7 separate regions of the Mus musculus genome follow, and regions 1, 2, 4, 5, 6 and 7 are each linked to region 3. A link is a contact called in public HiChIP or PLAC-seq and promoter capture Hi-C data. All regions are on one chromosome and are shown on one strand. Each heading gives the region's core, a stretch centred on a gene start, on an enhancer-like site or on the middle of the called end of the contact. The rest is flanking DNA. Distances are from core to core; before and after follow the strand shown. Region 1 has its middle 34 kb from the start of Gm34724. Region 2 has its middle 7.2 kb from the start of Gm34724. Region 3 holds the start of Rrm2b (ribonucleotide reductase M2 B (TP53 inducible)). Region 4 holds the start of Baalc (brain and acute leukemia, cytoplasmic). Region 5 has its middle 35 kb from the start of Gm41301. Region 6 has its middle 15 kb from the start of Gm34724. Region 7 overlaps Gm41302 (a long non-coding RNA gene).

Region 1 (3,576 bases), core at 686-3,185, 880 kb after region 3:
TGAGCAGTATCCCTCCGTAGCTTCTGCATCAGCTCCTGCCTCTATGTTTGTAAGACCCAAAGAGCCTTATATCTGGGATGTCCCACTCACAGAAACACAGAGACAGAGATTGATGCAAGAAGCAAGAGGTTTATTGATCCAGCATGCCAGGGCTGTCCTGCAATTGGAGCAGAGGTGACCCTGAATCTTCTAAGCACACACTTTTTATACAGTTTAAGGGTAGACCTTGGTAATGACAGGAGTTGGTTTAAGCCCATTGTTGGCCCAAACTGACCTTTTCATTCCCCCTTTAGAAATGATAATTACCCTCTCCCTTCCGGAGAGGCAGGTGTTTCATGACCTTCCCTAAGCAGCACTGATGGCCCTGGGTGAGGTGAGGTCTTAGTCACCAGAAGAGGGAACTGAAATATCAGGTTATCTGCACATGCCTTGCTTTCTTGTAAAGCTTGTTTTGCTGAGTCATTCCGGGATGGGAGTGTTTGTCACAACTTTCTATCTGGAAGATCCCCAGCATGCTATTCTAGCAAGGTCTTTCAGTGGTCATCTTATGTTCTCTAAGGTCACACATTCCCACTTGTTCTAGCCCTGCTTAAGTTCCTGTCCTGACTTCCTCCCGAGATGGGCTGTGAGCTGAAAGTGTAAGCCCTTTCCTCAAAAACTTGGGGGTTTTTTGGCCATGGTTTTTATCACAGCAATAGCAATTCTAACTAAGACAATTGGCATCATTTTATTTGGTCTAACACAGGACCTACAGGCATCCTGAGTGGTACCAGTTTCATGGATAGTGTAGGTCTGTCAATCATTTATCAGTCCCTCCCTCACGATGGTGTGGACATCTGCCTTAAGGGAAATCATGCTCCTCCAACTGTGTGCTTCCTTCTAGAAAAACAGGTGAAAGAAGAACTGCCCAAAGCCAGTCTTCTCCCCACCCCACCAGCCTTTATTTTTTATAGATCAAATAGCTCTGCTTCTCCAAGGATGGGTAGAAACCAAAAGACATGTCTGTAGGTATTGCTACACAGTAATCACACAGTACATACCAATACTACTATAGCAGAGAGGGATGAGATAGGTTGATCCCAAGACAGCCTTTAAATGGTCAGTTAAGGAGACTAGGCCTAAATCTCTGTTTCTAAGAACTGGGCAAGCCCAGGCAAGTCAGTTACTGAAGAAAAAAAAAAAAAAAACAGGCTTCAGGCAGCTAGTCAGAAACTGCCCTGCCACCAGAAGCTGCCCCTCCACCTGGCCTGAGGCAAGGGCAATGGGTCAGCAGCAGTTTCCTGACTTCCTCTGCAACAGTTTCCACCCCCAGCAATGGTTCTGGAATGTTCCTAGAGATGACCCAACAGATTAAGATAGAGGTCACCTACCCTGGAAATTCCCTACTGTGCTTTAAATTGGGCCTGCAAGCTCATTTTGGGGTCTCTCCATCTTGGAATGAGGGACCCCCGCATGCTGGTCTTCTGCAGAATGAAATGCTCCTTGCTTTTGCAAACTATTTGAGTCTCGAGTATCATTTCTCGGCAAATAACAAACCCTTACATAGCAATTCATTAAAATTCAGTAAAAGTGTAAAATGAAGGTTTTCAGTCATATCAGCTACAAAGCATCACTCTGAAGCCAGCTGTGCCTAGTGGCTATCTATGTGGTCATAGCTCTAACAAAGGTCTAGAATATTTCATCATCTGCAGCGGAGTTTGGGGCAATGTTTATGTAGAAGAATCCTGAAGGCCTGAGGCTATCTTTCTGTGGCGTTTGAGTTTGGAGCTTCCCAGAAGCAGGTCTAGGGAAAGGATTCAAATGTGTAGTTTTTTGTTTTTTGTTTCTTTTTCTTTTTTTTTTTTTCTGGAAGTGGAAGGGGAGGGTGGAAAGCTGGGCAGTGCAGAGAAATGCAGATGGAGTGGGGTGGGGTAGAACACACATCTCAGACTCACCCCACCCGAGAAAGGCAGCTGAGATCTGACATCAGGGCTGCACTGCCTTCGGTCTGCTTGTGGGCAGAGATGTCAGAGGTTCATTTAAGGAATGAGCAGAGAGGCAGAGTCTGACCAGGGTGTGCCCACAGCTCCCCTCCATACCTTCACTGTAGGGTTTTGCTTATAACATTATGCCCATGTTCTTGATTTGATGCTGTTCTGCTGAGAGTAATTTTGCCCTTGAGACAAGAAAACACAGGGGACGTTGTTGGGAGCCATTAAGGCAACGCTATTGTCCTGATCTCTGAATTGGGCCTCTCCCCCCGAGAAGAAAAGAGGGTCAAAAGCGGGCCACCGACACATGGATTCCGAGAACCACGGGAGGTTCCAGCCCTAGGTCATCACCGTTGTCCTGACCACACCCTGATACCACCAAGTTCCTGCTTCCCGGTGTAGCTGTCAAAAGAAAGAATTTCTATTGCCCCCCCTCCCATAAGTACTTCTCCTTTTGCTTGTATTGCCCTACCCCTCCCACTGATAAGTATCTGTACTTCCCCCTTTGCTTGTGCATTTAAACCTTGGACCTTTCTCAGTACATTGGGGTCTTGATACAACTTCAGAACGGTTTCCGTGTCGTTATTCGTACAAGACCCTCGTCTCTCTCTACCCCCCATTTGGTTATTAGGAGGAGGTCCCCTCGAGATCCTCGAATAACTGGACCTGCTGGACGGGTCAAGTGGCGCCCAACGTGGGGCACGAGGTACGACTGCCCTCCGGACAACGGATTAAGGATTAAAGAGGTACCGCGCAGAGAAACAGTGGGACAGTCCACTGACACTTCACTCGAGTGTTGAGTACGGACGTCGGGAGGTAAGCCTAGGCATTCAGTTGTTGTCCCATTAACCATGGGGCATTTAGTGAAGAGATAAAGGGTTCTCTTAAGGAGGGAGGGATAAGAGTTTTTAAAAAAGGGGGGAATTTAATAATATATTTTTGTTTTGTGGACAAGAAATGTCCATGGCTGGTATTAAATGGTTCTGAAACTTAGAATAAAGTAGACAAAGAAATCGATAGTTTAATAAAACAAGGAGAAGATGTCCATGAGTCCTTTTTTAGTTATTGGGGAATCATCAGAGATCTCCTTGAGCAGGCAGAAAAGGGCGGAAAAGGTGCTTGCCTCCTAGCCCTTACTGAAGATTTTTTAGAAAGCTCCCAATCGCCATCTCACAAAAGCAAAACTAAGCTGCCGGCGCACAGTATCTCTATTAGAAGGTTTAGCAGAAGGCTACTTGATACCCAATGAATGGAATAAAGTTATTCAGTCTGTCCTCACTAGAGGCCAATATTTAACTTGAAAGTCAGAGTTTGTGGAAGACAGCCTCCTGAACTGCTGACAAAATCTGTGGTTAAGGCAATTTCGCTACAGACATAAAACAATTAGGGCTCTCCCCTGTTGTCCTCGCCCAGACAGCACAAGCGGCCCTGAGAGCTTGGCGCGCTGTCCCTGCAGCAAGGGCGCTAACTATGCCCCTAACCAAGATTATACAAGGGCCCCAAGAGTCCTATGCGCAGTTCGTTGCCAGAAAGCAGCTGAGAAAATTTTGGGACCTAAGGAAAGTGAGGGTCTGTTAGTTTGACAACTTGCTCTTGAAAATGCCAA
Region 2 (3,286 bases), core at 571-3,070, 910 kb after region 3:
TGATATCACATGTCTTTAAGATGTAGTGCAAAGAATTCAGTCTCATTCTTTAAAATTCCAGCTTCTGCAGACCCAAATGCTTATTAAATCCTGGAAAGTGGGATAAAATTTCCTTTAGAAAATAGATCATAGGGTCTGGAGAGGTGGCTCAGTGGTTAAGTACCATTGCAGTTCTTCCAGAGGACCCCAGAATTAGTTCCCAGCACCTTCATGCATGCCGAGTACTCTTGAAGGCCAGAAAAAAGCCTGAAACAGAAGTTGGGGACAGATGTCAGCCATCATGAGAGAGCTCAAGTTCCAGGTGATCTGCCGCCGTCTTCTGGCCGCTCAGGGAACTGCACACATGGTGCTTAGCCATTTAGACAGGGAAAATACACATACACATTAAATAAATAAATAAATAAATTTTAATGGATCATGACTCACAAATCAAAGATCACACTTTTTGAAGTAGGAACTGTATGACTTTACGAATTTACTAATCTGAGCTTAATAATTAGATCTCTTAATATTCATTCTGTATGTTTCTTAGAAGTCTGGTTTCATGGTCAATTTCTATTAACATTGGTATCAATACTCAGAAATTTCTATTAACATTGGTATCAATACTCACAAAAAGATTAGTAAAAATATCATTTGAGTTTTTGAAAGAAAAGAGCATGTGAATAAAAGCGGGAATCTACCCCCATGGGATCCCTCACATGGTATCTACCCCTTGGTGTCCCTTGCTCACATGCTGAACCTCCTGGGAGAATGTGGGTTCCATTAGTATTTTTCCTGCTGATGACAACTGATTGAACACATGGCTGGGTGAGAGGTTGTTTTACATTTATTTTATATAAAGTCGTCAAATTGATTTCTTAGCAGGGGACGTCTGGAGGAGGGCATCAGAATGGCTCAGAGTAAAGGCACTTGCCACCAGACTGTGGAAAGCAAGAGCTGGCACCAGCAAGCAAGCTGTCCTCTACTCCCAAAACTGCAGCGTGGCATGTCCAATCCAAGCCCCCATTCACTGCCCAGCACTGCATGGATCAGTGTAATCAATGGGAAAGCACATGGACTTACGGCTTTGTCTCTCTTTGTATTTCAGAGTCTCTGATCGGACCAGTTGTTTTAGCTTGGAAAATGTTGTCATAATAACCTCGAACCTTTCATTGAAAACTGGTTTGAAGCTAATGGCATTTTAATTTCTCTGAGCAAACACAAGGAAGACATAAAACTTCCTTCCAGTAAGAGGTCACTTGCCTGGAGCAGGATCATGTTCCACAGGATGGCTGCCCAGAGTCCTCCGTCTCTCACTTTGGCCCCTTAACATCTTTCTGTTCCTCAGGTTTTGGTAGGATGGCATGAGACACCTGTGTGATTTTACACTCATGGCCTAATGAGCACGTGTGACTAAGCCGTGCTGAGAGCCGACCCAGAAAGGGCCACCCAGGTTTGTAACTCTAAGATATAGAGAAGCCTCCTCTTACTGTGCAAATCCATCTAAGTAGACAAACCCACACATCTGTTCCCCCATCTCTACCACTCTCTCCCCTGCATTCACAGCCTATTTCCCTGATCCTGGGGAGGGAGGGGAGCTGTTCCCATTGATTCCAGGAGGACCACAAAACATGGAAAAGGAAACCCAATGCTCTTTTTTACACTCTGGGCTCTGGTTACTAATAAAAGTCTCATGTGTGGACCCAGATCAGGCATGCCGCCTGTATACAATTAAAACCTCCGATTCACCAACTGGATCCATATGTATTGGTAGCATGTAGCAGCTGGCTGAATGCTGTAACCTTGGATACCAGGAAACCCAACTTTCTCAGTCTCGTTGCTAAGGCAACAGGACAGAAGTGGGTGTGGGGAGCCCAGCAGACCTGCCCACAGGCTCTGCAGGGTCTGCAGGAGGAAGTCGGGAGGAGGGAAAGGGAAGTCTTGGGATGCCCACCCATCCAAGGCTGTGATGGAGCAGGCTATAGGACAATGCCACACTCTTATGTCACTAACAACGGGTGGGCCACTAAGTGAACACATTGTGTAAGGCAGGCCAGGCACTCTGTGCTGCTGCTGGGCAGAAGGAGGTACAGGAAGGGGTGCTAGGGAGGTAACGAGGGTGGGATTGGGGACATAGCTGCTCGGGAGCGAAAACTGGATAACAATACTGCTAGCATGCCAGGCCATGACCTGCTCTCTTTAGGACACATGTTATGTACACCTATGACAGGTGGTCAGGCCAGAGAACACTGAATAAATGCCACTTTTTCTCCAAAGCCTGCAGTCCTCTGCCTCTTAAAATCCTCACATATGACCACAGAATGAGGGAATTCTCTGGCATTTTCCAGAGAATTACTTCCACAATTGTCTTTCTAGAATAATTAGGAAGTGTAGTTTCACCTCCCTGGGATTTCTATCTGTTTTTCAGAGAGTGTTTAGAAGGATATGAATCTGGGAGCTTGAACATCAACTTAGAAATTATCCCATGCCCTGAGAGGTCTGCAACACAGGTTTGCAGGCTCTGATAGGCCCAGCGATAGAAACTGTGTGTAACCCTCCTTGCCCTACACTCCATTAACAAAGGATTATGTCCAACATGGTGTTCACTCCTACTAACATTCTCAGGAGAGCGATCCCGTGGAGTATGCACTGGGGGAGGTTTGCTCAAAACTGTGATCTCTGATTGGCCAGTTAGCAAACCTTCAATTGACTCCACTTTCATAACTGAATAATTTGAAACAGATTAAGAATGTTCTCTTACCTTCTACTTTGATGAAAGCAGATGTTTCTCATGGCAACTCAGTGTGAACCCAACATTTTCATCTTTTCTTAAAACCAGCAGCTCTCTGCCTTGGCAGGTGGTGAAGTGAAGTGAAGACTGAGGAATGCCCATGGCCCCTCTCAGGAAATACAGATGATAAAAGCAAGAGCAGACCTGCAATGGGGCAGTGGTGGGAGCCCCACAGACTCTGGGGAGTCCTACAGGGCTGCAGTCTTAGCTAGGGTTGCATTGCTGTGAACAGACACCATGACCAAGACAACTCTTACAAAGGACAACATTTAATCAGAGCTGGCTTACAGGTTCAGAGGTTCAGTCCATTATCATCATGGCAGGAAACATGGCAGTGTCCAGGCAGACACAGTGCTGGAAGGAGAGGAGAACATCTTGATCCGAAGGCAGCTAGGAGGACTCTCGCTGGGTGGAGCTTGAGCACTAAGAGACCTCAAAGCCGAGGCCTATGCAGTGACATACTTCCTCCAAAAAGGCCACACCTATTCCAACAAGCCACATCTCCTAATAGTG
Region 3 (3,461 bases), core at 936-3,435:
CAGCTCCAAGGCATTCAGTACCCTTTTCTGAACTCCATAGTTACCTACACACACAGAGATATAATATTCATATACTTTAAAAACATTTTTAAAGTCGTCTCCTTGCTTTAGTGTAGGTCCAAACAGGTTCTTCCAGGTACTAGAGGGAAAGTGCTGTCCAGTATCCACACTCAGCTGAGTGGAGGGTTGGGAGATACTGTCTGCCCTGTGAGAAGACCACGTGGAACTCTTCAGCAAGCTGAAGAGACCTAATTGAACAGAGCTGTGAAAGTTGTAAGAAATCAATACAAATGGAGCATCAGGAAAGCACTGAAGGAATGCATCTCCATGTCTGTGCTCTGAGAAGGGAGGGTTACTTGGGATTCCTCATATTACTTACTTGAGGAAGCAGACTGGAATTCTGTGCCACGCTAAGCATTCATTTCCTTCCAAAATAACACATTTCAGGGACTATTAAGCAGGTCGCCTTATCTGCATCTAAATGCTCTTCCGTGCCTTCATGCAGAATTACTCTTAAAAAATGCTTTGAGATGTATTGTTTTGATGACTTTGAATGAATGAATCCTTGTTTGTAGTTTATTTGCTATGCAATCTTTGGTAAGTTATCTTTTGTGAGAATGACTTTCCTCCCAGAAAACTTTATAATATATAAAAAGTTTTTACTCAGCATTTGATCATATTGCTCCAAGAAAGATAACTCGCTTCAGGTTAATTAAGCTTTAGAGCTTAAAGCAAAATTTCTATCCTGCTTTCTATTTTAGAGGCTAACCACCAAGCAGTTGCCAGATGTTGAAGTCATAACAAGGCTCTTTCCAGAATCTACTGAAAATCTCTTACTTCTTTTTCACGTTTTTGGTTTTTGGCTTTGAGACTGGATCTTCCCATCTAGCCCAAGACGACCTTGGTTTCACGATCCTCCTGCTCCTATCCAAGATGCTGGGATCAGAGGTGTTCAATACCATACTCAACTCTTCTTTCACCATATTATTATTTAATTTGTATATCTTATTTGTGTTTGTATACAAGAAGGGGTAGTGCTGGGGATTGAACCCAAGGCCTTGTACATCATCACCTAATGAGCTACAGTCCCATCCCGCTCATTATATTTTTCTGTCGTACTACCATATATGTACCATATGCTGAAAACATAGAAGCAATTCAACCAAGAGTATTGCCACCATCATTATTCACTGTCTTTGGCCCTTGCAATACAAAAGTGTTGAATCTCTTTACAACTTTAACCTTTGCTTTGAAAAGTATCCGTAGCAAGGATATTGGAGTCTACCGTATTTTGGTTGCTTAATCTTGGCTATTTATCTTCGGGTTCAGTTTAATCTGGAACATGAAAATTGCAGTATCGACTACAGGGAAATATCTCAAAGATTAATTCACATAAAGGGCTTAGCAGAATAGAACCTATCAGGTTGTGAAAGTTCAATAAATATTACTCAGTTAAACAATCACAAAGACTTCAAGGTATTTCCCAGGATTTAGCTATTTTTCCTACTCATTCTCAAGCTCCATTCACGCACACACTTTCCCCCTCCAGTTTCTCCTTTTGGTTGCTGAAATACAAGAGTTCCTTTCTCCTTGGAGTTTTTAACAGTGTCGACCTCCCACCCTGCTTTCCACATCCCATCCAGTGGGCAGCTCTACAGCCACTCTGGCAGTCTCTTGGACTGACTGGGTGCAACCTACCGTGTCGCTGGGGCACCACGAGGGCTAGGGAATGTCCCGGCGTGCCAGTCACCTCGTGTACCAGGTAGTCTGGCACAAGTAGGCAGACTGCAAATTCCAGTAGACGCTCTAGAATTCAGAGCAGATGACAGGCTGGGCAACAGCGCGGAAGCTGGGGGAGCAAGAGTGGGCGGGGTCATGCGACGCTAAAGAACAGGCTTGAAGTGCTCTGGTACTGCGGACTGAACTTACGCAGCCGTCGCCGGAGTGGGGACCCTGCTCAGTGAAGAGAAGCGGGCCAGCCGAGGAAGCAGAGTTCGGCGGCGAGGGGCGGGGCCAGCTGAGGTAGGCGGATCTCTGGCGGGGCGGGCCGGGGCCGGCTGAGGTAGGCGGATCTCTGAGACGCTGGGTGGAGCCGGCTGAGGTAGGCGGATCTCTAGGCAGTGGGGCGGGGCCGGCAGGAAAGGCGGATCTTTCAGGCGCCGAGAGTAGCGTGCCTGGGCGGAGCCACCGCAGAGAAGGCCCCTCAATGGGCCGGCTAGAACCCAGGACCGGCGCGGCAAGGCGTGCCCGGAGCAGGAGGAGGTTCGCACAGGACGATCTGATCCTACTAGGATTTGGTCGGCCGCGCTCAGTTCCTCAGCTCGGGTGGCTCTGGTGGAGTCTGCGCGATGGGCGACCCGGAAAGGCCGGAAGCGGCCAGGCCGGAGAAGGGTGAGGTAAATGTCGCAGTCGCTTCATCCTCCACCCCTGGGTCACGCCCGGACTTTAGGTTGCTGCGAGTCAGTCGCAGGTCCGCTGTAGAGTAGTATTTTATTCGTCGCCGTCAGAAACACTGTGCAGGCCGAAAGGAAGCGCCCTCACCTCAGGCTAGTGTTGGGGAGTCGGGAAGGGCGAGCATGGACGCTGTGCTGCTCTGCTCAGGGCGGAGCAGGAACACTCAGGTCCCGGCTGAGGAAGTCTCCGTGTCCCCTTGTTCTCCAACCTCTGCTCTCCAGTCTTTCTTTTCTTGTCGGGAGCCCTGGCGGGTGAAAAAGGGCTGTGACGGATCTACGCAAGAGAGGTGAACCATCAGATGCAGTTGAGGAACTCGTGTGGAAACTGATGCAGGTGGATGAGGGGAGGAGATGACAGGTGAAGGGAGGACGAGAAACCCTTACAACGAATAAAAGACTGGGAGACCAGTTTTCCTCACACCGAACTTCTAACTGAATCTTCGGGGTGTCTCTTCATTTCAGTAGTGGAAGTGTTTCTTCCTTCACAAAGAATGAAGTGCTTTATGCAAAGTGTTTAATAAATCTAAAATTAACCCGTGCTAGCAGAAAGAAGTATGTAATAAGAGCAAACAAAAATTATACGGCTTTATAGTAATGTAAGTTGTTACTGTGTAATTCCAACTCCACATTTTGGAGACAAATATTCTAAACCATCTGGAATACAAGTAATACTTTTTTTTTTTTTTTTTTTTTTTTTTTTGGTATGTGAGCCTGTTTCTCTTTGTGGTGTCTTGAAGTTAATACTGTGGCAAGTTGGAAGGGGCCATAAAAGTTTGAGCCCACATATATTCATGCTTATACTGGCATTTCTAGACAAAGATGGAGGTTCTAAGTTGATTTTTATTCTGTAATCGTTTAATAATAAATTATGTCTATCCCTTAATTTTCCCCTTGAAACAAAGATACTCAGCACCAATTTCTCCTTTCCGGCAATATTTAGACTTCTCTGGTTTGCCAATGACACCAGGAATCATTCTGGCTTAACACCTGAAAGTTAACTTTTAAAAA
Region 4 (3,393 bases), core at 770-3,269, 970 kb before region 3:
GTTTGTGCTGTTAGGAAAACACTTTACCCACTGAGCTATGGCCCCATGCCCTGCGTTGTGATGCTCTGATCCACCAGGTTCATCTCCATCACGTATATGGTACTATCTGTGCCATACAGTGCATGCCTTACTTCCCTTGCCTATAAAATGGTCATGATGCTGTTGGGAGGATTCCAAAGCCTAGAGGGCCTAAGAGCTAGCACCCTTTTAAGTGCAAAACACAACTTTGAAATGATGGGTGAGGAGGGCAGAATGTGGCACAAGGAAAACAAGCATGTAGATCAAGCTGTTTCCAGGTAACTGCCATCTCTCCACTATAACACATTCTGTGTCTCAAATATGGAGAGAAGGATTAGGAGACAGACATCTGGACCTTCTCTAGAACACTCAACCTCGTGAACATGGTTCTGTGGACCCCAAACTGCCTTGCACTCTGTCAATGATGACTGGGTCTCCTGAAAGTCAGCTGATGCACAAAGTAGACAATACAAGACCCTTCCATCTCCCTTCCCCAGCTAGCCTTTGGGCTCCATTAGCATTCCACTTAATGAGGTCATTGTGTTGTGGGCCCAGCTATCATGTTTGTCCCTCCTTCCCATTGTTCTTTGTATCGCAGTCTATAAGAGGAGGCCCATCTGTCTGTTCCTTTGGATATTATTTTATTTCCACTATATGTTTAAGAAACCTGAGATTCTGAAAGATTGACTCTACAAGTCTCCTCGGGTAATGAACTTTGGAGACAAATTTGAAACTGGTTTGCTGATCAAAGCCACTGAAAGCAACTTAATGATGTGAAAAGGAATTCCATCGCAAAATTCTTGCAAACGATAAGCTTTGTTACACAGTGAAATGGAATAAAATTGGTCACCTCGGGGTTTAGCTAGTTTTCATTCTTCCCCATGGCATTGTATGCTATTTAAGGTCCATGTACATGTTTACAATGTCTTTGCTGTAACGGAAAAACTTGATCCTTGTCTTCATCTACACAAAACAATGCTTTTGTGATCTATCAACTCAGAAAAAGAAAGTGCTTTGGGAAATAAACTACCATGTAAGGGACTGATCAGAAGAAAAAACAAAAAGAATACCATCACTAGGTAGGAAACTGTGCCCTCGGGATGCAGGAGGCCAGAGCTGGGACAGGTGGGATCAGTGGGTTCTGAACCTTCAAGTAAATGGTGGACTTCAGGGAAGATGAGGAAATTGGAGGAGGAAGGAGAGGAGGAGAGGAAGAGGAAGAAGAAGGAGAGGAGGAGAAGAGGAGGAGGAGGAAGAGACTGCAGAGTCTCCAATTGCTCAGAGCTTTCATTCTGGGCTGCAGCCCTCACTCCCCCAGCCCTACCCCATGGAGGAGCCAGGCACAGCAGGAGAACCTCTGGGAAGTAAGGGATCAAAGGATGCCAGCCTGGTCCAGGACCGCATCCAGCCTTCTTTCAAACAGCAAGCTTTCTGGTGATGCTGGTATGATATTTTACAAGAGTCACCCTTGAAGACCCTTGCACTGACCAGCTGATTAGAGGGTATGAGGTACAATGCCAATTTTGTTTCCTTCCGCTGGCTTTGCTGCCTAACACAAGGAGACTTTTGGACAAAGCTGTGTACCTGAACCAACACACATTTCCTCCAGAGGGCAACTCTCTAGGACTCGTTTCTATAAGTTAAATAAAACTCAACAGCCCACAAGGAAAGGATTAAAATGGCATTTGCAGTAAGTTTTTACATTGAGTGGTGGAAAACCTCGATTCCCGAGGTCCCGAGGTCTTCCTTCCCTGGACACAGTGCTGGTGGTCCCGATTTGTAAGTTCCACCCCTGTTCTCCATCCCCAGTTGATGTTGTAGTTTTGACCCTACCTCTGTGGCCCAGAGGCCATTCTGTTTCTGGGTCAGAGGGCCTGAGCTGAGGTTCTGTGAGTTGGGACATTGGGTCCCACAGTTCATCTTCTTCTCTGGGTTGGCTATTCCACCCGGGGCTGCAGGTCGGAGCACCCCGTTAGAGGACAGTCCGTCTTCCAGCACACCTGGGGAGGCAAGGAGAGAATGGCACCAGAGGCTTGCAAATGGCAGCTGTTACAAGCAATCCCAAGGTGGCAAAGAAAGGGCAGCTAATAGCAAAAGGTGGCCTCAAGTTCCACCTGGTAAAGCTATCTTTTCCTGTAAGAATACGTGTGTTTTTACGTTAAAAATAAGATTTAAAAATAGCTTTGTAGCTTGAAGTTTTCACTTAACACATTGATGGCAACTTTTCCACATTATTAAACACTCGGCCATGTTATTTTTTACACGTCTGCTGGTCGTACGAACAAGCAATCATTTAACCAATGCCCTCTAACTGGATATTTGTTTCCACGTTCTAATGCTAGATGTTACTGGAATAACATTCCTTTTGATTAATAATTTTATTCCTAGTGGTTCTCTGGGATAAATTCCTAGAAGTAAGGTCACTCTCTTGACGGTTACACAAAGATAATTTTTCCTAGTCTCCACCTATTGGACTGAGCAAGTGTGTCTCCCACAACAAATGCCAAGAAACACAGAACTTCAAATAAATGACCTCACTAAAAAGCAAAAGGAGGACAAGATGGGAATTCAGGACACACAACAAGTACCTGATTTGTAGGAGAAAAAGGCCCAGGGATCAAAGAAGGGATCTGCCAAATGAGCGGAGAGAAGCCAGCCAGATGCCACAGGAGTTACGGGCATGAGGGAACAGCCAGAGAGGCCATCCCTTTTCCTCCACCAGCCTAGTCTAGATGGCCGTCCACCATCTGGGACTTGGCTCACAACAGGAAGCTGTACCCAGGGGCCTTGAATTTCACTTGTATGACTCAAATTCAAAAATAAAATGACTAAGAGTGTCAAGACAGTGTTCACTGAGCTTTGAATTTGAGCCAGGCCCTTTCTGAGCCCAGGAGGTCCTGGGCTCATGACTGCAGCTGATTTGCTGAAAGTGACCAGCCAGTCTTTTGTATAGGCTACACTTCTGGGTAACAGAGGGAAATGTAGTTTACTTTGTCCTTTTTCTGTATTTTCACATTTTGGTAAGAAATACAAGCTAGATTCACACAACAGAAACACGGGGTTTGTGGCTGACCTTTTGGGGTACCCTCTTAAGCAATCTAGAAAGGTTACATATGGCAACGATCCCTGGCTGGCCTCATTTTTTTAGCTTGCTATCAGAACATCTCAGCTTATAGGCCAGGCTCGGTAGGCTAGTCGGTAAGCACTTAGCTGATTGTGTGAGTCATAAGTTAAGAATGTAACCAACATGGCTAAAGAGAGGATTGTGAGGAAGAGACAGCTGGTGCTAGGCCATAAATAATGCTTACCCTGTCTGTGTCAGACATCGTTAGAGCCTTTGTGCATGTTGCCCCTTTAACCCTCACAGGAGCCCTG
Region 5 (3,414 bases), core at 372-2,871, 860 kb after region 3:
CAGACAAAGGGGCCCAGAGGGTCTGTGGCATTTCTCTATTCTGGTTTTATGTTTGTGAACCATGTGAAATCTTAACCACTGTATTGTGTTAGCTTCGCAAACACACACACAAACTGCACATACACAATGGTGTACTTCAAGCAGCTGGGTGTGTCCTGCATGCCCTTGGCCAGCCTTTCTTTCCAGCTAATCCACGGATTTAGCCTTTGAGGGAATTTTAGACTAACCCTAGTTTACCATTGTCCAGAAGATGGTGCTGTGGCCTGAGGGAAGGCAACCTGAAGGTAGAAACTGGCACTCTCTCTACCCCTAACAGCAGGCTTTTCTCTCAGTCTGGAGTCTGCATTGCTACATCCTCCTTTTCTCTGAAATCTTACAAACATTATTCATTCACCACAAGCCTGTGAATGTAAAATGTACAAACTGTGTAGCTATGTAGCCATTTGTCAGCAACAGCTCAGGACTTGCTCTGGCCCAGGCCTGATTCTAAGGCCTGGGGTGGGGGTGGGGGTGGGGGGTAAAGCAGACAGTTAAGTCTACACATGTACAAGAATTTTCCAATGGCTTAGCCAAACAACAGAAAGCAGTCTGGACTGCTTGCTGTCCTCAGATACTCAATTGAAAATAAGCAGGCTTTTTGTTTGTTTATTTGTTTGTTTTGTTTTTAGAAACAGAGTTTCTCTGTATAGCCCTGACTATCCTGAAACTTACTCTGTAGACCAGGCTGGCCTTGAACTCAGACATTTGTTTGCCTCTGCCTACAGAGTGCTGGGATTAAAGGCGTGTGCTACCACCACCCAGCTAACAAGCAGGCTTTTAAGGGGCAGGTGGGCAAGTATTTGGGGAGAAGTGACGTGTAGCACAGAGGCCTGAAAGTCTCCAGCTAGGTAACCCCAATGCATACATACCCCTTTCTGTTTAAGATTTATTCTTATTGCATGTATGCATGTGTCTGTAAGGTGATGCAGGATCCCCTGGAGACCAGGAGAGGGCAGTGGATCTGCTGGCCCTGGAGCTGCAGGTGGTTGGGAGCTGACTGGTGCTGGTTTGGGGTCCAGACATGGGTCCTCTGTGGGAGCAGTAGTGTTCTAACCACTGAGTCATCTCTCTAGCCCCTAGGGGAACACTTTATAGTGCCACCTCCCCTCATTTGTCCTGGTCCCCAAAGCCACAGCTCTCTTTCACTCTACTCAGTCACAGAAACTTTAAAACATACAAGACAGAGAAAGAGCACTCAAGAGAAAGTCAGTGTGTAGTACCACCCAGCTTCCAAGGTCACTAACAGATGGCCAGCCTTCTGGGGCTGCTCTCCATGGCTCAGAGGCCAATGTCAAAGAGCCGCTCTACTGGACAATCTGTTCCCTGTCTGTGCTAACTTCCAGAGGCTGCCCACTGCTTCTGACCATTCCTTCTCCCACTAACCACCCTGGTCTCCTGCGTCCCAGTTATAACGGTCCTTATGGTCACATTGCATATGGCCAGGCAACTTGAGATAAGCTCTGTATTTCAGCATCCGTAACTACCCTATCTGTAAAGTCAATTTGACTCAACTCCACAGTTGGGATTAGGAGGTAAGACAACTTTGTGGCCAATTTTGAGCTTAGCACAGGAGAGGGGAAAGCTATCAGATATCCAGACTCACAACCACCTCACAGCTGTGTCCTCTCTGAAGGTCTCTGTGGATGAATAACTGATAACAGCCACTGTGCTCCGGGAAACCTATCGATGGCCACTCATTTGAGGGGAGGCATCTGGGAACCTTTTGGTTTTGTAGCAGAAAATATGTAGCTCTTTTCTCTTGTGCATATGGAAATTTCTTAAAACTGTCAGTGTCCATTCATAACTAGCTGAATGGTTATCGTCATCACAGGAGACTGGTCGCGGGCTGATGCTATCTATTCTGCTTCTATTATATCGGCTCTGTGTCTACTTGGACCAGATCCGAGCATTGACTCACTTTGACAGTTGAAGATCACTGCTGCTGGGTACTTGGCTCTTCATGTAAGAAGTCCAGCTGCCGTGCTGGAAGGGAAATGTCTTGTCTTACAAGGGATTGCCCTGACTGGGTAGTAAAGGAAAGAAGGGACAGACAATCAGGTAGGTCGTGCTCCCTCTGCTGGAGCAGCACCATTACTGCACAGCAACCCAGAACCTAGGCTTTTTTTTTTTTTTTTTAAGTGCAGCATAGTGGGAGTGGCTCACTAGTCTACGTAGATCTCTCTGGAGAGGAGCAGTCTCAGGCTGCAGTTATCCAGCATGATGAAGCTGCAGTTGCTCATTTCTGCACATACTGCACACATCTCACTGAGAGAAAAAGACTTTACCATTCCTCCATTTCACCGGGGCGGGGGCGGGGCGGGGGCGGGGCGGGGCGGGGTGCTGCTCCCCGTGCATCTGAGGCTGTGGGGTTTTTGACATAGCCTATCATGTCAACAACACACACTCACTCAGAGCTTCCCCTGCTTCCACACAGGGTTACCTTGGTTACTAAGAAATGCAAAGGACCCAAGTCACATGCTTATCAGTTGCCTTCTGTTGTGATAAAACTCTGTGACTAAAAGTAACTCAGGAAGGAAGAGTTTCTGTTGACTTACGGTTCCAGAGGGGAGAATCCATAATGGTGAGAGAGTCCTGGCAGCAGGCAGCCTTAGCAGGGAGCTGACAGGTGACATCTTCTACTGTAAACACAAAGCAAAGAATGAACTGTAGTACTGGAAATGGCTAAGCTATAACAAGCTTTTTCCTAGGCTCCATAATTCCCCTCAAACAATGCCACCAACTGGGGGCCAACTATTTAAATATGTGAGCCTATGATGGACATTTCTTAGTCAAATCACCACAGCGTCGTAATTGTCCCTACTAGATATACGAGCAAGGCCATTGCTCTACACCAGACCAATGGTCAGATGGACAATACCGTATCAAGGACGAGGAAACCGCCAAGGCACGTTCTCCCAGAACTCCTGATCCACAGAGCAATGAGTGATAGGAAAGGAGATGCAATATGAAGCCCTCTATCTTGGGGTTGCTTGTTACACAGCAACAGTGATCTCATTGGAGACTGTTACATAGTACACTGTGTGCTAGCTGCATTCTGTAGATCCTGGGAGTAGAAACTGAAGGGTGTCCAGCATCAAGTCCAAGTCCACCTCATAGACAATGCTGGGCTTCTTCTCCCCACACATGAAAGGCTGATGAGTCAGCTTACAGCCAAAGCAGGGACCATGGTCAGGGAGGGCGGGTCAACAGAACTGCTTAGGGTGGCAAATGGAAGACAAACAACTCTGTTGTGTCAGAAAGCCTGTTTCAGCTCTAGTTACAAGGGTGTAAGTGGAGAATAGCAGTTCTCTGCTTCTTTTAATATTGTCTCTAAGTGTGGGTGTTATTAAAGGTTTGACATAATCTGATGTTACA
Region 6 (3,278 bases), core at 182-2,681, 930 kb after region 3:
TCAGAGCTCCTCAGTGCTACCAAAGCCCTCTGACCACTCCCATCTGTCTCAACCAGAGCTGTGTGTAGCAAATGGTGATTCTACTAATATTCCATAGACTCTAGGAGAGACCACGTGTGCTATTCCCATGGAGCTGATGGGAAGGGAGGCAGGTGTGTAAGGACTGGAACAACTGGAGTTTCACACACTGTTGGTGAAACTGACTATGAGAAAAGAGACTGCCCTGTGTGACAGTGTCTTATGGAGTTAAGCAGTTTCCTGCCATATGAGTTAGCAAGGCTAGGGAAAATACACCTTCATAAATTCTTACATAAATCCCCATAGCAACCCTACTCATGATAGACCAAAAAATAAAATAAAGAAAAAAGAAGCCAAATGTCCTATTCAACTACAGAAATAACCTAATGTACTTTGTGCAATGGGAAATTACTCCCCAATAAAAAAATTTTTAAATGTACCATGGATCCAAGCAATAACAAGAGCAAAAAAAAACTCAGATCCAGGGCCTGGAGAGATGGCTCAACTGTCAAGCATGTTGCTCCTTTATGAGGGCCTAAGCTAGCTCCCAGCACATCCATGGAACATCTCACAAACCTATAACTCTAGCTCCAAGGGATCCAAAGACTCCCTTCTGACAGCCATAGACACTGGTGTACACACACTCACATACACACTCACATACACACTCACACATACTCACAGGCAGCACTCATACACTTGCAGCACTCATACACTTGCGCACATACAACATACTGATACATGGAGAAATCTTTTTTTAAAAAGCATCCAGAAAAAGAATACATGGTGTACAGTGTCATCTATATGAAACTTTCAAGAAGGCTAAATTCACCTATTATGATGGGAGTCAGGCCTATTGCTGTCTATAAGATGGAGCAGGATTGAAAAGAAAGAGACAAAGGATAACTTTGTGGGGTGACAGAAATGTTCAACGTCCTGATTAGGAGTCACACTTAACACCTAGGAGCAGATGTAAATTTTATATTAAAGAAAATCAAGTTTTAATTAGTAGCAACAAAATCCTTCTGGTCTTTGTCACATGCCTCTGTCTACAGGTAGCCCCACCCCAGATGCCTCTGTCTACAGATAGCCCCGCCCCAGATGCCTCTGTCTACAGGTAGCCCCGCCCCAGATGCCTCTGTCTACAGGTAGCCCCGCCCCAGATGCCTCTGTCTACAGGTAGCCCTGCCCCAGATATCTCTGCCTACATGTAGCCCCACCCCAGAAAATCCTGTGAGAACTACTCAGCAAACCTCGTCTGAAAAGAATGTGGCAGAGGGATGGGCAGTTTGCAGAACTCAGGGCATCTGGGTTGAGCAAAGGCTTTTGTGCAAGCTTAGAACAATGCCTGTAATGTTGTAGCCATGAAGTTATAACACCCCCACAGGAGCCTTGTGTCGCTGAAAGGCTCATTCAGAGTGGGCTCACATCTCCAGCCAAGCTGCAGTGCCTGATGGATTGCTCAGCTGCTCTTGCAGGCAGTTCTGGTCTCAATAGCAACTGGGGGAGGGAAGGAACATTCCAGACTTCTGGGTAGAAAAAATTCAGTCCAGTATAAAGAGCTCCAAATGAACAACCAGAGAACAAGACCATAACATACTGAGGGGACTTGCTTCTCCTCCTGTCATATGCTCTGTCCTAGCTGAGCTTAGAGTGGATTACCTCGACCACTGACTCCATTCATTGTGGACCCTGGGCTGTGCCTGCATTTGGAATGCTGAGGAATGTAGATGCAAGCAGACCTGTATCCTGAGTGACTCAGATGGGAGCTGCTGAGCTCCTATCAGGCTTCAGTCAGTTTGAGCTCTCTGAAAGGAAAATGATCAGGAATAATGACAATTCTCATTCTGCAAACAAGGAAATCAGACTCAGAAGACAATGGAAGAGATAGTCCAGGCCACACGGGAAGCTGCAGATCTGAGTTCTGAGTTCAGGCACTCTGTTTCTGAGTTCTGTGTTCTTTTTGACAAACAATATGACTAAGATAGATATGAGCCTTCCCCCCACTGTAAATGTTTGCCTTCTGTCTGAAAGATGCCGGGAAATCATAAGCACAGGCCTGGGAGGGAAGGATGACGATGAGCACCAGGCTGTGCCAGGCCTGAGGACTGCTCTCAGGCTAGTACTGGCAGCCTCTGAGTGGGCATGGAAGTAGAGGCATGGCTCAGACTGGGATTCCACATCCACAGTGTTGTCATAGGTGAGTAGCTGGGGGCAGGGATGTCTAGCCAAGCAGCTACTGTGTGTGTGTGGGGGGGTGTAATTTAGGGACATTTAGGGACTGCAGGTGTAATTGGTTTGTAGAATGTTTGTCTTGGGCTCAGTCCCCAGGACCACAAAAGCTGGGAACACCTGGAATTCCAATACTTGTGAGGTAGAGAGGAGAAGATCCAGAATCCAAAGTCGGCTTCAACTACACGGTGAATTTTAGGCTAGCCTGGGCTATTTAAGACCCCCATCTCAACAAAACAACAGCAAACAAACAAACAGAACAATGAAAAACGAGAAATTAATTTCTTGACATTCTGGAGGCTATAAGCTGAAGCCCAAGGTGCCGGCATACAGGAAGCTTCACCGTACAGTGTTCTTGCATGGTGGAAGACAGAAGGGAAATTGAAAAACAGGTAGACACCATGCCCTCTCTCATAAGGGACAAAGCAGAAGAAAGCACATCCAGCCTTACAGACTCTTTATGTCTGTTTACTTGTTTTAATTTCAGAAGGAAAGCAGAACCTCCTAAGGCCTATCTATGAGCACCAGCCTACTCACGAACCACTTTCTGCCACTTGATATTCATGGCCATGGCCATCCAAGAGGCATCCTTCAGGGTAGCTGAAATCTAAACGTTTGTTAAGTCAAGGAGGCTGTTTCCCTGAAGGCTGCCTCAGCTCTTGGATAGTTTTAGGACAACAAGCCTGCTACCTGTGTTTAGAGCTCTCTTGAGCTCTGATTCTTCACGTATCTACCCAAGTTAGCGAGTCAGAATTCTAGGAACTTCCTTTCTACCTTGTCCCTTGGTTCTAGAAACCAGACCTCAGTCAATCTGTCAGTCATCTCGTAACAATAAATAAGCAGCAAATGTGGACTCCCTCAGTTCTCCTTGGGGCTTCCCGACCTTTGACCCAGATCATTTATGCTCCTTCTGGTATCCCTCAGGTTCTCTGTGGCTGAGTCAAACATTGACTTCATCAAATGACCAGAAATATACATACTGGTGATTCTAAACACTGAGATAGAAATAAATTGGAGTGCAGTACTAA
Region 7 (3,698 bases), core at 635-3,134, 800 kb after region 3:
TGACAATCCTGTAGATGAAGTGTGAGTCTCATCCCCGTCCATCGTTCTTCAGCTTCCTAGAAAACAGAAGGCTTTATGAAGCGTTCACTTTCTCCCTCCAGACTGGATACTATGCCTCCCTCCAATTACGGGAGGGTGGGTACTGCCAGAGGATCCTTGTGGGAAACCAAATGACTCAGCAACTCTCCTTGGAGAGCGATAGAGGGTCACATCCTAAAGGGTTAGCCTGATGGGAAAAGGCAAAGGAAAGGGGCTCATAGGACTGAAGAAACCGCCACCTGCCCAGAGGTGTGGGTCTAATTTGGGCAGGGATAAGGTAAAAAGAATAGGGAATCTATCCCTCTTCCTAAAACAGGAGATGGCCAGATGATGGCCGATCCAAAGAAGAGGACAGTTGCAGCTTCCTGGTGCTGCTTGGATATTGTCTTCTTACAAAATGGTTCAAGCTGTCAAAACAATCACATCAATGTATTTCTCTCTCTCTTTTAGATTTGTTTTGTTTGTTTGTTTGCTTGTTTTTGAGACAGGGTTACAGGTTTGAGACAGGTTGTTTTGAGACAAGGTCTGGCATTAAAAGCATCTGCCACCATGCCTAGTATAGCCATATATTTAGACTTGAAAAAGATGTAGTAGCTATATGATTTAAAAAGGGAGCCTGAAGTTGAGTGGTCTTTAATCCCAGTACTTGGGAGGCAGAGGCAGGCAGCCTGTGCACATAGTGAATTCCAAGCAAAGCTACACAGAAAAACCCTGTTTTGAAAATAACCAGGAAGAGGAGGAGGAAGAGGAGGAGGAAAGAAGGGGACCGCTGGCAGCTGATGCGTAGGGGAGGAGCTGAGCTCAGTTCTGAGTGGCAGATAGAGGTAGGAAGGGCAGGAACTCCCCAGGAGCAGGTCTGAGCTGAGGGAGAAGGTGCCTGCAGGGAAGACCAAGCCCAGGGCCTGTGCTTGCCTATGTCTCTAAAGCTTCAAGGGCATTCCACTACTGTGCCCTCTTTTTGTCTAGATTCCTGTGACATCTCACATCTTTGTTTCAAGAGATCCAATACTTCCTTCTTTGACCATAAATGACTTCTTTAATCACCATGCAGCCTATACTATGGAGTGAGACCTGTCAGAAAGATAGTGAGACAGAGAGACACAGACAGAGAGTGATCACCTAGCTGAGAAAATGAATTAGGCTTCCCATAAAGCCCAAGTCAAGAACTGCTGCACGCTTGGGCACAGCCAGGTTGGCAGTCTGTCCCCACTGGAGGTGTACTGGCCAGGAACAGTAGTCAAGTGTAACGCAGCTGCCCGGGTTCTCCAAGGAGCCCGTGGGACTAGCCCTTGGCCCAGGCCTGCTATTCTTGGCCTCTCCAGTGCATGTCCTCTGCGTCCCTGGCTTCCCTCCTGCAAGTACCAAAGGTTTTACTAGGAACTACAGGGAGCAATGACCCTGAACTTCATCTTTGTAAACGTTCCCAAAATTATCTTAATGAGGATTCCCTTCCAGGTGCCAGGGAGTTCTGGCAGGGGAGCTGTCTTGTGGCTCTTCATCCCCCCCCCAACCCCCACCCCTGCCCCCTCGCAGAGGCCCAGCAGGGAAGTGGCTTTGCTCAGAGACCTCCTGGGAGGACGTCAACAAGAACTTTGTGTTCTTGTGGTGCTGACCTGTCTGGCAAGTGGAGGGTTGAAAAGAATACAGGTGACAGAGGTGGAGGATTTGTCACCAGGTCGTGCTGTCCGGTCGTGCCCCTGCTCCAGCCTCACCCACCCCACCCCAGGCGCAAGTGTGCCCCCCCCAACTGTAAGTGTGACACCCCTCCCCACAGTGGCGAGCCGTCACACTCCCCTGCACCTGCTGGCTGCCTGAGTGTTCTATTGTTATAAACATTCCTCCAGGTCAGTCTTCCAATCTGGCTAGAGAGACCATGGAAGGACTTGTGGCTGTGAAGGCTGCATTCTAGTTAAGTTAAACATTGGCCTTTTGTTGGTGGGTAATTAGCTTGATAGCAGTAAGTAGCCCCTTTAGGAATTGGAGAGGGGGGACGATGGGAGGGATTCCCCACCCACAGAGGAACAAAGTTAATTATCAAAATCTTGAGGGCTGAAAAGAAAGTTTCTGCACTGGGCAAGCACAAGGACTCTGGTTTGATTCCCCAGTTCCCTGTAAACATCTAGGCATGGAGCTGAGATGTGGGCTGGAGCAGGGACAAAAGGATCCCTGGAGCTCACTAGCCAGCCAGGCTACCAAATCAGCAGATAGACCTGTCTCAAAAGCTAAGGTGGAAAGGAGCTGTTGCGTTGTTAGGTGATTAGTGCTGTCTGGCCTGGCAACCTGAGTTGGATCTCTGGGACCTGTGTGGTGGAAGGAGAGACCAGCCACTGAACATTTTCTCTGACTTCCATGCATGCTATGACATGCACACACATATGTAACAATTGAGTTAAAGAAAATTAAACTAAATAAAGTGGAGAAAAATTGAGGAAGATAACCACTGTTAACCTTTCCTGTGTGAAAACACACTCACAAACAGATTTAAAGAAAACACATAATGAGCTCCTTGTACTAAACCTCTTGCTATACTCTTTCTCTCCCTCTCATGGTCCCTGTTCTGGCTGGCTTTGTGTGTCAACTTCCTTGATGATGAACAGCACTATGGAAGTGTAAGCTGAATAAACCCTTTCCTCCCCAACTTGCTTCTTGGTCATGATGTTTGTGCAGGAATAGAAACCCTGACTAAGACAAATTGGTACCAGGAGTGGGGTATTCCTGTAACAACCTGACCATGTTTTGGGGAGGACTGTGGAAGGACTTTAGAACTTTGAGCTAGACGATCCATTCAGTATTAAGAGTTCTGTGGGATGTTGTGTAGGAGCTTGGAAGATAATGTTGAGAACAGTGCAGAAGATGGAGGCCTGGCTTGTGAATTTTCAGAGGGAAGATTAAAGACTCTTTTCAGGGCCATTGCTATTTTGTGAAGATTCTGTGGTTCTGGTTAGCTGGGGCTGAAGAATCAGCTGTGATTAAAAAGATACCAGAACTACTAAAGCAAAAACTTTACATTACTGGGACTATTGATGCTGGTTAGCTGGAGCTAAGAAATTAGCGGTGATTAAGAAGCGACCAGCATCATTGAGGTGACATCTTCTAGGAAGTGTTTTCTGAGAGCATAGAGGCGTTCCAGAGATAGCCAAGGTTGTACCTTGGTAATGTGTAAGAGTTATCACCCAGGTGGTACTGGTTTTGAAGGCATGAAGGGGTCATGCAGAGCAGCTGAGGCTCGGCACTCTGAGAGGCCATGGAAGGCCATTGGTGAAGGTGCAACCTCAGTTGCAATTGATGGCCCAGGACAGAAGGGATCATGCAAAGGAGTTGAGGTTTGGCACCATGAAGAGAGCCTATGAGAGGCTGTTGGTGAAGCCTAGTTACAGCGGAAGATAGCAGTGTTTGGAGATGCCAGTGCCATGAGAGGACCACCAAGAACAGCAGCAGCAGTGGAGTATAGGCAGCTGGAGCATAGAAGACAAGATGTGTGCTACAAAGGGCATGGCTGGAGAAGTGACCCAAGCCCTTGGAGGAGCCCAGAAGATCATGAGTGGATCCCAGACACTGGACAATTGGAGTTTGATTTTTGCTTTTGATTGTGACTGTGCCCTGATATTTTTCCCTCTTGAAGGAAGAAAGTATTTTAGTGGAGCCCACAGTTAAGAGAC

Evidence for each region. Promoter capture Hi-C pulls out the DNA fragments that hold promoters and counts their contacts. HiChIP or PLAC-seq counts read pairs in DNA pulled down with a chosen protein or histone mark.
Region 1: a contact with region 3 is called in an H3K27ac HiChIP or PLAC-seq map of embryonic stem cells, with 2.9 times the contacts expected there. The contact joins the enhancer-like site here to the promoter of Rrm2b in region 3. A contact is called at or near these places in 4 of 39 promoter capture datasets (the 3T3-L1 cell line, embryonic stem cells and hippocampal neurons) and 5 of 115 datasets of contacts at active chromatin or transcription factors (astrocytes, embryonic forebrain, embryonic limb bud and 1 more).
Region 2: a contact with region 3 is called in an H3K4me3 HiChIP or PLAC-seq map of forebrain, with 7 times the contacts expected there. The contact joins the enhancer-like site here to the promoter of Rrm2b in region 3. A contact is called at or near these places in 1 of 39 promoter capture datasets (hippocampal neurons) and 3 of 115 datasets of contacts at active chromatin or transcription factors (the SCID.adh cell line, embryonic forebrain and forebrain).
Region 4: an H3K4me3 HiChIP or PLAC-seq map of bone marrow-derived macrophages shows a contact between it and region 3, with 5 times the contacts expected there. The contact joins the promoter of Baalc here to the promoter of Rrm2b in region 3. A contact is called at or near these places in 1 of 39 promoter capture datasets (liver) and 1 of 115 datasets of contacts at active chromatin or transcription factors (bone marrow-derived macrophages).
Region 5: an H3K4me3 HiChIP or PLAC-seq map of forebrain shows a contact between it and region 3, with 11 times the contacts expected there. The contact joins the enhancer-like site here to the promoter of Rrm2b in region 3. A contact is called at or near these places in 6 of 39 promoter capture datasets (the 3T3-L1 cell line, cranial neural crest, embryonic stem cells and 2 more), 2 of 484 Hi-C or Micro-C datasets (cortical neurons and palatal mesenchyme) and 5 of 115 datasets of contacts at active chromatin or transcription factors (embryonic forebrain, embryonic limb bud, embryonic stem cells and 2 more).
Region 6: a contact with region 3 is called in a promoter capture Hi-C map of hippocampal neurons, with 4 times the contacts expected there. The contact joins the enhancer-like site here to the promoter of Rrm2b in region 3. A contact is called at or near these places in 2 of 39 promoter capture datasets (hippocampal neurons and stem cell-derived epiblast-like cells), 4 of 115 datasets of contacts at active chromatin or transcription factors (astrocytes, embryonic forebrain, extraembryonic endoderm stem cells and 1 more) and 2 of 9 other capture datasets (adipose tissue and liver).
Region 7: a promoter capture Hi-C map of embryonic stem cells shows a contact between it and region 3, with 4 times the contacts expected there. The contact joins the enhancer-like site here to the promoter of Rrm2b in region 3. A contact is called at or near these places in 6 of 39 promoter capture datasets (the 3T3-L1 cell line, cranial neural crest, embryonic stem cells and 3 more) and 2 of 115 datasets of contacts at active chromatin or transcription factors (embryonic stem cells and forebrain).

Annotation. Positions count from the first base shown.
Region 1 is chr15:37,078,875-37,082,450 of GRCm38.p6, reverse strand. No RefSeq gene overlaps it. Among named protein-coding and RNA genes, the nearest start is that of Gm34724, 34 kb to the right of the region's middle. Within about 2 kb of position 1,935, at least 14 of the 459 cell types and tissues checked have an H3K27ac peak or open chromatin away from gene starts, as enhancers often do. A contact at or near this core is called in embryonic stem cells, where this site is marked.
Region 2 is chr15:37,051,810-37,055,095 of GRCm38.p6, reverse strand. No RefSeq gene overlaps it. Among named protein-coding and RNA genes, the nearest start is that of Gm34724, 7.2 kb to the right of the region's middle. Within about 2 kb of position 1,820, at least 57 of the 459 cell types and tissues checked have an H3K27ac peak or open chromatin away from gene starts, as enhancers often do. A contact at or near this core is called in forebrain and hippocampal neurons, where this site is marked.
Region 3 is chr15:37,959,779-37,963,239 of GRCm38.p6, reverse strand. Rrm2b (ribonucleotide reductase M2 B (TP53 inducible)) reads left to right here and starts at 2,185. Exons shown (of 9, transcript NM_199476.1): 1 at 2,185-2,396. The coding sequence starts at 2,349. It overlaps Gm49085 (a long non-coding RNA gene), which reads right to left and starts at 2,082. Exons shown (of 2, transcript XR_003951596.1): 1 at 1,699-2,082.
Region 4 is chr15:38,932,535-38,935,927 of GRCm38.p6, reverse strand. It overlaps Baalc (brain and acute leukemia, cytoplasmic), which reads right to left and starts at 2,019. Exons shown (of 2, transcript NM_080640.6): 1 at 1,852-2,019. The coding sequence starts at 2,019.
Region 5 is chr15:37,099,193-37,102,606 of GRCm38.p6, reverse strand. No RefSeq gene overlaps it. Among named protein-coding and RNA genes, the nearest start is that of Gm41301, 35 kb to the left of the region's middle. Within about 2 kb of position 1,621, at least 88 of the 459 cell types and tissues checked have an H3K27ac peak or open chromatin away from gene starts, as enhancers often do. A contact at or near this core is called in cortical neurons, forebrain and hippocampal neurons, where this site is marked.
Region 6 is chr15:37,029,939-37,033,216 of GRCm38.p6, reverse strand. No RefSeq gene overlaps it. Among named protein-coding and RNA genes, the nearest start is that of Gm34724, 15 kb to the left of the region's middle. Within about 2 kb of position 1,431, at least 99 of the 459 cell types and tissues checked have an H3K27ac peak or open chromatin away from gene starts, as enhancers often do. A contact at or near this core is called in adipose tissue, astrocytes, extraembryonic endoderm stem cells and 2 more, where this site is marked.
Region 7 is chr15:37,162,562-37,166,259 of GRCm38.p6, reverse strand. The region is part of intron 1 of Gm41302 (a long non-coding RNA gene); the gene reads left to right. Gm34820 (a long non-coding RNA gene) reads right to left here. Exons shown (of 3, transcript XR_383949.3): 3 at 1-56. Among named protein-coding and RNA genes, the nearest start is that of Gm41302, 3.9 kb to the left of the region's middle. Within about 2 kb of position 1,884, at least 11 of the 459 cell types and tissues checked have an H3K27ac peak or open chromatin away from gene starts, as enhancers often do. A contact at or near this core is called in embryonic stem cells, where this site is marked.